Linked DNA regions of Gossypium raimondii: region 2 is linked to region 1. The links are chromatin contacts, called in public Hi-C maps. All regions are on one chromosome and are shown on one strand. The core of a region is the stretch at or near the end of the contact, and the rest is flanking DNA. Distances in the headings are between cores, read along the strand shown. Region 1 holds the start of LOC105774320 (probable acyl-[acyl-carrier-protein]--UDP-N-acetylglucosamine O-acyltransferase, mitochondrial). Region 2 holds the start of LOC105772779 (tetraspanin-2).

The links. Hi-C and Micro-C count contacts between places; a contact is called where the count stands out from the background.
Region 2: a contact with region 1 is called in a Hi-C map of leaf, with 2.7 times the contacts expected there. The contact joins the promoter of LOC105772779 here to the promoter of LOC105774320 in region 1. A contact is called at or near these places in 2 of 2 Hi-C or Micro-C datasets (both in leaf).

What each region holds. Positions count from the first base shown.
Region 1 is chr6:11,778,713-11,782,694 of ASM2569854v1, reverse strand. LOC105774320 (probable acyl-[acyl-carrier-protein]--UDP-N-acetylglucosamine O-acyltransferase, mitochondrial) reads right to left here and starts at 2,698. Exons shown (of 10, transcript XM_012596773.2): 1 at 2,447-2,698; 2 at 2,276-2,355; 3 at 1,786-1,910; 4 at 1,574-1,682; 5 at 1,320-1,412; 6 at 1,093-1,209; 7 at 640-744. The coding sequence starts at 2,531.
Region 2 is chr6:11,959,879-11,963,795 of ASM2569854v1, reverse strand. It overlaps LOC105772779 (tetraspanin-2), which reads right to left and starts at 1,741. Exons shown (of 2, transcript XM_052632314.1): 1 at 1,099-1,741; 2 at 1-397. The coding sequence starts at 1,596. The coding sequence ends at 86. It overlaps LOC105772776, which reads left to right. Exons shown (of 7, transcript XM_012594224.2): 7 at 1-66.

The DNA of each region.
Region 1 (3,982 bases), core at 1,449-3,948:
ATTGTGCTAAAATATAATTCCAAAAGGCTGCCACTGACATCCCCGAAGCAATAAAAGGTCAAAAGATACTAGCACTTTATGCTGTTTAAAAACTTAAACATGTTGATTTTAACAGCAAAGGAAGCAAGTATAAAGTAGAAACTAGCATCTTCTAATCTTGATAGATTGTAGCATTACTCCAAATTTAATGAGTTCCCTCTTAATATCATTCATCAATTTATGGATAATTTATCTTACAATTTCTGTCATTTCTAAATGTTTTCCTTGGAGTGTCAACTCCATAAGATACACTTTGGAGAAGGCATACCATAATATTGCCTTCTGGCCTACAGCAGTCGGTCTTGTGGCAAATATCAAACATCTTCATAGGACGGTGAAAGCATACACAACTCAAGAAATGAAGGCAGGAATACAAACCGAAGTAAATGCAACTTAGAATAGTTTCAGGCTGCACAACATGCAGGTAGCTAAAAACCTCAAGCAAAATCCAGATGACAATGATATGAGATTTTAATTGGTGGAAGACTACATCAACAATTAAAGGAACCTTTTCAACTAACGTCTTATCTATCTTACACTAATATTATGATAGAACTAAACTATAAGCCATCATAATAAAAGTTGAATTTTTCCAACAACCTCTGTGACTTGGAATCCACAACGCCGAAGACCCTCAAAATTCAAACCACGAAGCTCAGCTCTATCTCCAGAAACCATCATGTACTTTGGGACATCTTGCGAAACCTTCATGCATAGAAATGAATAGCAAACATGGTTCAATTCTTTTTGTAAATGCAAAAAGAAAATGCTTAAAAGTCTTCGGCACTATGATTGAACTGTCCTACAGGTGGACTACGCTACTAGTGGGCTTAATTAGCATCTTTTTGCAGTGTAGGTCATTTATGCAATCATACCACTGATCCACCACCGATGAAAGAAAATGAGCCAATATAACAAAATTGATGAACAACAGTAGCTCCTCCAGTGTGCACATAGTCCTACATTGTAGCACTTGAATCAAGTTCTAAGCAGAGACTGTTGTCTACAAGAGAAACATGCAGAATGACTCCAACAAACATTAAGAAGACTTACCTCCACGATGACATGTCCTGCCAGGAGAGTGGTATTAGCAAATATATTATTGTTACCAATTTTGCAGTCATGTGCAATATGACAAGACCCCATGATGAGATTGTTATCACCAATAACCTGATAAGACAGCTAGTTAAGAAAGGGAAGAAAAGGACTAGAGAATATACACATGTTTCTTACTATGATATAAGTAAACAAATATGTGGTTATTTTATATTCTAATTTACCGTTCCATCACGTGACTTTGAAGATCGGTGGATTGAAGTAAATTCTCTGATCTCATTGTTGTCCCCAACATCAAGAAAACATTCATCCCCTAACTAATACCACAGAAATACAAGGACAAGATCATTTTTTTTTTGCTAAAGTTTAACATTTGAAGCATAGTGCATCAATGTTGTCGATATGTACATGCGAGATACATCTAGTCATTAGCAGCATGCAATTGATTATGCACCAAAAGCATAATAAGATAAGTTACCTTGTACTTCATGTCTTGGCATTTAATACCAACCACGGCATGATGCCCGATGATGTTATTGCATCCTATTACAGTATGCCCAGGAAGATCATCACCAACCACCGCACCACTGCCTGATAAAGTTTAGTACTTAAATAAATTACAACATAAAATATATATATTTCTAACAGAACCTCACAAAGAAGATGAAAAAGCAGCCAAATAAAACTCACGTCATCAAAACGCAGTGGCTCCCCAATTCTGTATTCCCAAAAATATGGCTGGAAGGATGCATTTGACACCCATTTCCTAGTTTTGCCGAAGGACCAATTGTACATAAAGGACCTACTGAAACACCCTGTGCCATTAATTTCGAAATTTTAGTGAATCTATAGACTATAGCTAAATGAAAAGGCAATTAGAGAAGTATATCTCTTTATTACACCAATAAATTAAGCTGCTTTGAAGTAAAAAAAAAAAAAAAGCTTTGAAAGTTTTACCCTTATTTATTCTTCTGGGTTGATTTAATCTTGGTATCAAAAGACAATTCAACAAGAACCATTGGTAAAGGAGCAAATTGATTGACAGGGAAAAGCCAACAAAGATCTTAGCTTTAACAGTCAAAACAAATCACAGATTTCTGATACATGAACACCAGTGCCTCTTAAGAGAAAAGAAAGCGGCAGCTATTAAACAAAGAAGAGAGAGTAGAAAACAAAGCACCTGGCCAATCACAGCATTGGGATGAACAATTGCAGTGGGGTGTATAAAGCTCGTCCCCTCCTTTTTCTCTTCGAAAGCATCTGTTTCACAATCACATACAGAGAAGAAGCCCACTCAGCAAGTTGTTCAATCTTCATATTATGATATATTAAAGATAGAGGAAGGGTTTACAGTGGAGAGTTGTAGAGAGGCGCTGCAAAGATAGTGAAGTGAGAGAAGAACTTAAAGGCCTTCGAAACTTGAGCAGGGAATTCATAGATTTTCGCTCTCAGTCTTTGGCAATAGCTGATATTTTTCCGACCTGTTTTATTTTTTGAACTTTTAACAGAGTTGAAAGAATGTTTTGGCTTCGGCCGCTATGTTGTTGCCTGCTTTGTGAAAGAGGTTTGACCTGTCTTGTCTTCTTCATCCCAGATTTTACTCGTTTGTAGCGTACTATTTTACTCGCATTAAATCTAGACTGTTCGTTTATCCGACTGGACGCTTGTTGTATGGAAGGAGATCCACATTTGACCTCAAAGAACTCGGTTATTGAGGCCCAGTAATTCTCGGACTACGGCCCACACGAGGCCCAGTAATTGATAAGATTCAATTCATTAAATTCTACCAAAAATATGATTTTCTTATGTTCTGTATTTATTTATTTATGATATAAAATGGTGAATTTGCATCAATGATCTTTGAAATCGGCCGAACATTAGGAATTAGTTAGGGTGTCGGTACGAAGAATGACATTGAACCGTTTGGATTTAGAATCAGTACGGATCGTTTGAACTGACAATTGAACTGAGTTTTATTATTTTTTAATATTTTTTATTGTTTTAAATTTTTTATAATTTTTTTATCGAACTAATTGGACTGATCAAGCCAACAAACCAATGGTCTGACCGATTCAACTATTGCTCTGGTTTTAGAAATATTAGTTTGCATTTGAGATTCTGTGTCAAATAATATACTTCATGAAATATTAAAGGTGTTGTAAGATGTGTTGAGTCCATATATTTTATGAAAGAAATTTATTTGTAAAATGATTTTCATAATTTTAAGGTGAATTTTCATTTGGAAAAATAAATATTAGAATTTTTAAAGTTTCATTGGAAAGAAGTATTTTTTATTATTTAAATTCTCTTTTCAAATTTTAAGGTGGAATTTGTGCTTTGTTGATAGAGAGTTTCAATAAGGGAGGAGATAAGGAGAAAGTAGTAATGACAGGATGGTCAGTTCACCTGTGACATGTCACGAACTGTGGGTCAAAGCTCGTGACCAATACGCATAAAACGCCCCATAGAGTTCAATTTATTAAACGGGGTTCATTTGACCCACATGAATTGACTTGATTCGTGGAACCCGTGGAGAAACCCATCTACTTGAAGCCTTGATAGCCTAGTGAAACACTCCAGTAAAACTAGAGTTATCAGGGTAAATAGTGTAAATCTTAAATGATAAGATTGTATAGAGTTTAAATCCCTTACGACTCTTAATTGTAGATGGGAAGTAATCTTAGCCGTTAATGTAAATCGATCTGTACTGTTAAATTTGGAGGAGTTCAACTATAAATAGAGGTCTCCCCCTTCATTTGTAATCATTTTATTCTTTCTGAGTTAAATAATATTAAGAGCGTTTACTCAACCACTTGGTGTGCATTTTTTTTTTGTAACTATTCTGCTCTTTTAAGTTTATTTTGTCTTTGAGATTGCTTCCGCTATA
Region 2 (3,917 bases), core at 492-2,991, 180 kb before region 1:
TCCACGCATTTTCTAGATATAAGAACCATAACATTGGAATACATACAACAGACACATTGAACCAAAGGTTATTTTATTTTATTTTTTAAGTCCAACCCTGTTTGTAGCGGTTGAAGAGGTCCTCCGTTTGGGCATTCTTGAAGGCACTGCAAGCAATGATATAGACCCATATTAGTTCCACCACTGCCACAATGAGAATTATGTTGGCTTTCCTCCATTCTCTCCTCAGGTTCCCCAGCAGACCAGCTTTGCATGAGTTGCAGTTATAGCAGAGTTGGGTCTGGTCATTGCTCCATAGGTTGCAGTCAGGGTCCCCTGCTGGGTTCACCGGGTTTGTCCACAACGTTGGGTTCACAAAAGTGTAGCCACATATTGTTGGAGGCTTACAACACCCTGACTATCAAACATAACAAAAATGAAAGATTTAAACCAAAAACAAAACAACAACAAAAAGGATAAAGGATAAAGTAACACCTCCTCTCTAAACAATGCCCACATAGTCACCATGTGTTGCCAAAGCTGGTAATTGTTTATAAACTTCATTCGGCGTTGCTTGGTTGCCCCACAGCACACGACATGTGCTTGAACTAATGATCTTGTGGATTAAACCGATCCATTCATGAGGGGGGCCGATGAACTCTGGTGTCATTGTTTTCCCTAAATTAAAGATTAAGCCCATAATAGTGGGTCCTACTTTATGGTCTTAGTGAGGTGAGTGGGCCCTGCTTTAGGACATCAAATCATGTCCTGTTCCACCAACTTGGGAGTGTGTGATCAACGTAAATTCAATCATCCAATAACCATCAACAAAAGGATCTATCTTCACTGGGAAAACCAGTTAAAAAATGCGGAAAAGTAAAACAATGTCATAGGAGGTCGTTGAAGATTAAAAAAAAAAAAAGCTTTAAAGTTACAGTGAGGAAAGTTAAGATCTAAAGACCAGTTTGGTTAGAAGTAATTCCTCTGATATTTCAGGTAAATAGCAATGAACTTAATCTGTTTGATGGCTTTACTATACAATAACAAATGGAAAATTTAAAAGGGTACTCGTATTTTCATCAAAGAATAAGAAATATGGCCATAATTGAAACGATTTACCTGAAGAGGAGAGAGATGAGTAGCAAAAAACTGATCAGCGGTGATGAACTGTTGAGTCAACTTAGGACAGACATCGGTGTCAGCCAAACTATCCCTGATCTTATTCCAGCTCTTGGAGTCAACTACATGGTTTGTAAGCCAGCTAGAGTAGCCATCAAGCCTATACTCCTGGTAACCCCTTCCAGGCACACCGTAGCTCCCATCAGGTCTGGTAACGATGAAGGCAAATACCAGCAAGATGAGGAGGAGACCAATGAGGATGGCCATGCAGCAAAGATAGAAGGCCAACGGTGTTTCCTTGTTGCGGTAGGCACCGACAAAGCCAGCAAGAGAGACAAGGAGGATGAGGAAACCAAGGAGAACGACTGGCCATCACAAAAGGTGGATGTAGCCGTTGTCAGGCTGTTGGGCGAGCCAGATGCCAGCTGCCATGATGGGGATGGAGCAGAGGAAGGCTACGAAGTTGAGAACTGCTGTTATGTTATTGGCTACTCCCATGATAGGTTCAAGGAAGAGAAGAGTTTAGGAGAGAATTTTGAGACTGTGTTTGAAGTTGGAAAGCTCTTTTAATGGCTCATATGTTAGAAACCAGTAAACATCTTAATCTTGATTACTTACATTCCCAACAAATCTGTAAGGTTACCATGTGATATTTGATTTGGTTTTAAAAAGGGAAACGTTTTAAGAAGTCAAAATGGTAAGGGAAAATTGAGGCCGAGTTACAAAAAGGTCATTCGATTTTTTTTGGTAAAGAGAAAAGGGTGATTTCCTCTTTTTTTTAAGTCGTCGATTCTCATGAATCACGATTTCATCTAATCTGGCTCCCATTGATTAAACTTTAATCATCTTACGGAAGTCTCTTCCTTGAATTCCAAATTAAGAACTGTTGAAAAATATGAAATTGACAATTTGGTGTCAGTGCCCACCAACTATGTATGGGGCCTATTCTCATATTTAAGGTGTTGGCAATTTATTGAACTGATTATTTTGACTATTGATTATATAGATGATATCTAGCTTATTATGGGAGATCATATCAATTGGAGAATCATATATTGGTGATTAGGTTGAACAAGATTTCCCTCATCTAATCTCTTAAATCGAGAAAGTTGTATTGGATTGATTCACTAAAGACATAGCTGTCTAGAATCCTTATTTATCTTTTGTATTAATATTATCTTGTATTTAGCTTATATAGTGGTTGTTTTATAGTGATTGTGATAGATCTTCTTATGTAAGCAAGTCTCGAACTCTATAGAATTGAGAGACTTATATGCATTTATGTATATAAAGAGTTGAGCATTTAATTTATTCTAAGTAAGAAACCTTATTTTATAAGGGCATATTGATAGTAAAACCTTTGTGTTGTGATTTTAATTGCTAGGTGAATTTAGTGTTGTGATTTTAATTGCTAGGTGAATTTAGTGGTGAAAGTATCGAGTCTTCAAAGTATAAGGGTGAAGAAAATTATCATGGGGTATAATTGAGTAGGTTTACTTTGTGCCATTAATAAAGAGAGTGAATATTTCTCATTGAGCTAGGCTCTACAAACGTAGGAAAACTGAACTGTGTAAACATCTTTCTTGTATTTTGTTTCTTTATTGTTTTCGTTTAGTGGTTGAAAGAGTGTTCAATACCTTAGGCACCACTTCACTTGAGCAGTTTGATTCTCAACAAAGTTTTAATTATTTAAATTGGTATCAGAGCCTCCCACTTAAAGTAGGCAGTGGAGACCCGTGGTGTTGCTAGATCCAAGCTATGGAATGTTATTCTACTTCAAAACTCCCTATGCTAGAAGTTGACAATTATGCTTACTAGAAAACACATATGAAAGCATACATTAAATCTATTGATGAGAAGGCATGGAGAGTTGCATTGACTGGATGAGGATAACCCAAAATGGATACTAAGATGGTAGAATTATCAAGCCAGAAATATAGTGGACTACTGTTGAAGAAAGGCTTGCAAACATAAACTCCAAGACCTTACATGCAATATTTTGTGAAGTGGATATGCAAGGGTTTAAGAGAATTGCTAAATGCATAGTTGCAAAGGTTGCCTGAGATATATTGGAGATTGCTCGTGAAGGTACCTTTACTATTAAAAAATAGAAAATACAATTGCTAACATCCAAATTTGAGAGCCTGAGAATTTAGCAATCAGAAACTATTGGAGAGTACTATGCAAAGTTATATAATCTTTCAAATCAGACATTTGCATTGGGAGAGGAATATTCAAATGCCAAGTTAGTTAGTAAGGTGTTGAGGTTTTTCCTTAAGAGATTTTCTATTAAGGTCACTATTATTGAGGAGGCTAAAGATATTGAAAGTTTGGAAATCGATGAACTTATTGGCTCTTTGCAAACTTTCGAGATAAACCTTAAGGATGTCAAACGCAACAAGACAAAAGGTGATAGAAACATTGCTTTCCAAGTAGGTGAGGGAGTGCCAACTTTCCAAAACACTGCAATTGAGAAACTCTAGGAATAGGTTGCTTCACTTACACAAAACTTAAACAAAGCATTCAAAATGCAGTCAAGCAGAATAAATAAGTACGAAACCAACACAAATGTTCCCAGAAGTGGATCCATAGGGGAGGTAATCAAAGAGGAATCCGAGAAAGATTAGGAGAAAGGAGTCTAATGCTATGAGTGTCAAGGATATGGTCATATCCAATTTGAGTGTGCTAACACTCAAAAGAAGAAGAAGAAAAAAAAGAAGAAGTCACTTTATATATCTTAGAGTGATGATGACTGATCTACTGGATATAACTTAGAAGAGGATCAACACAATTTTGTTGCTTTCGCTGCCAGTACTGTT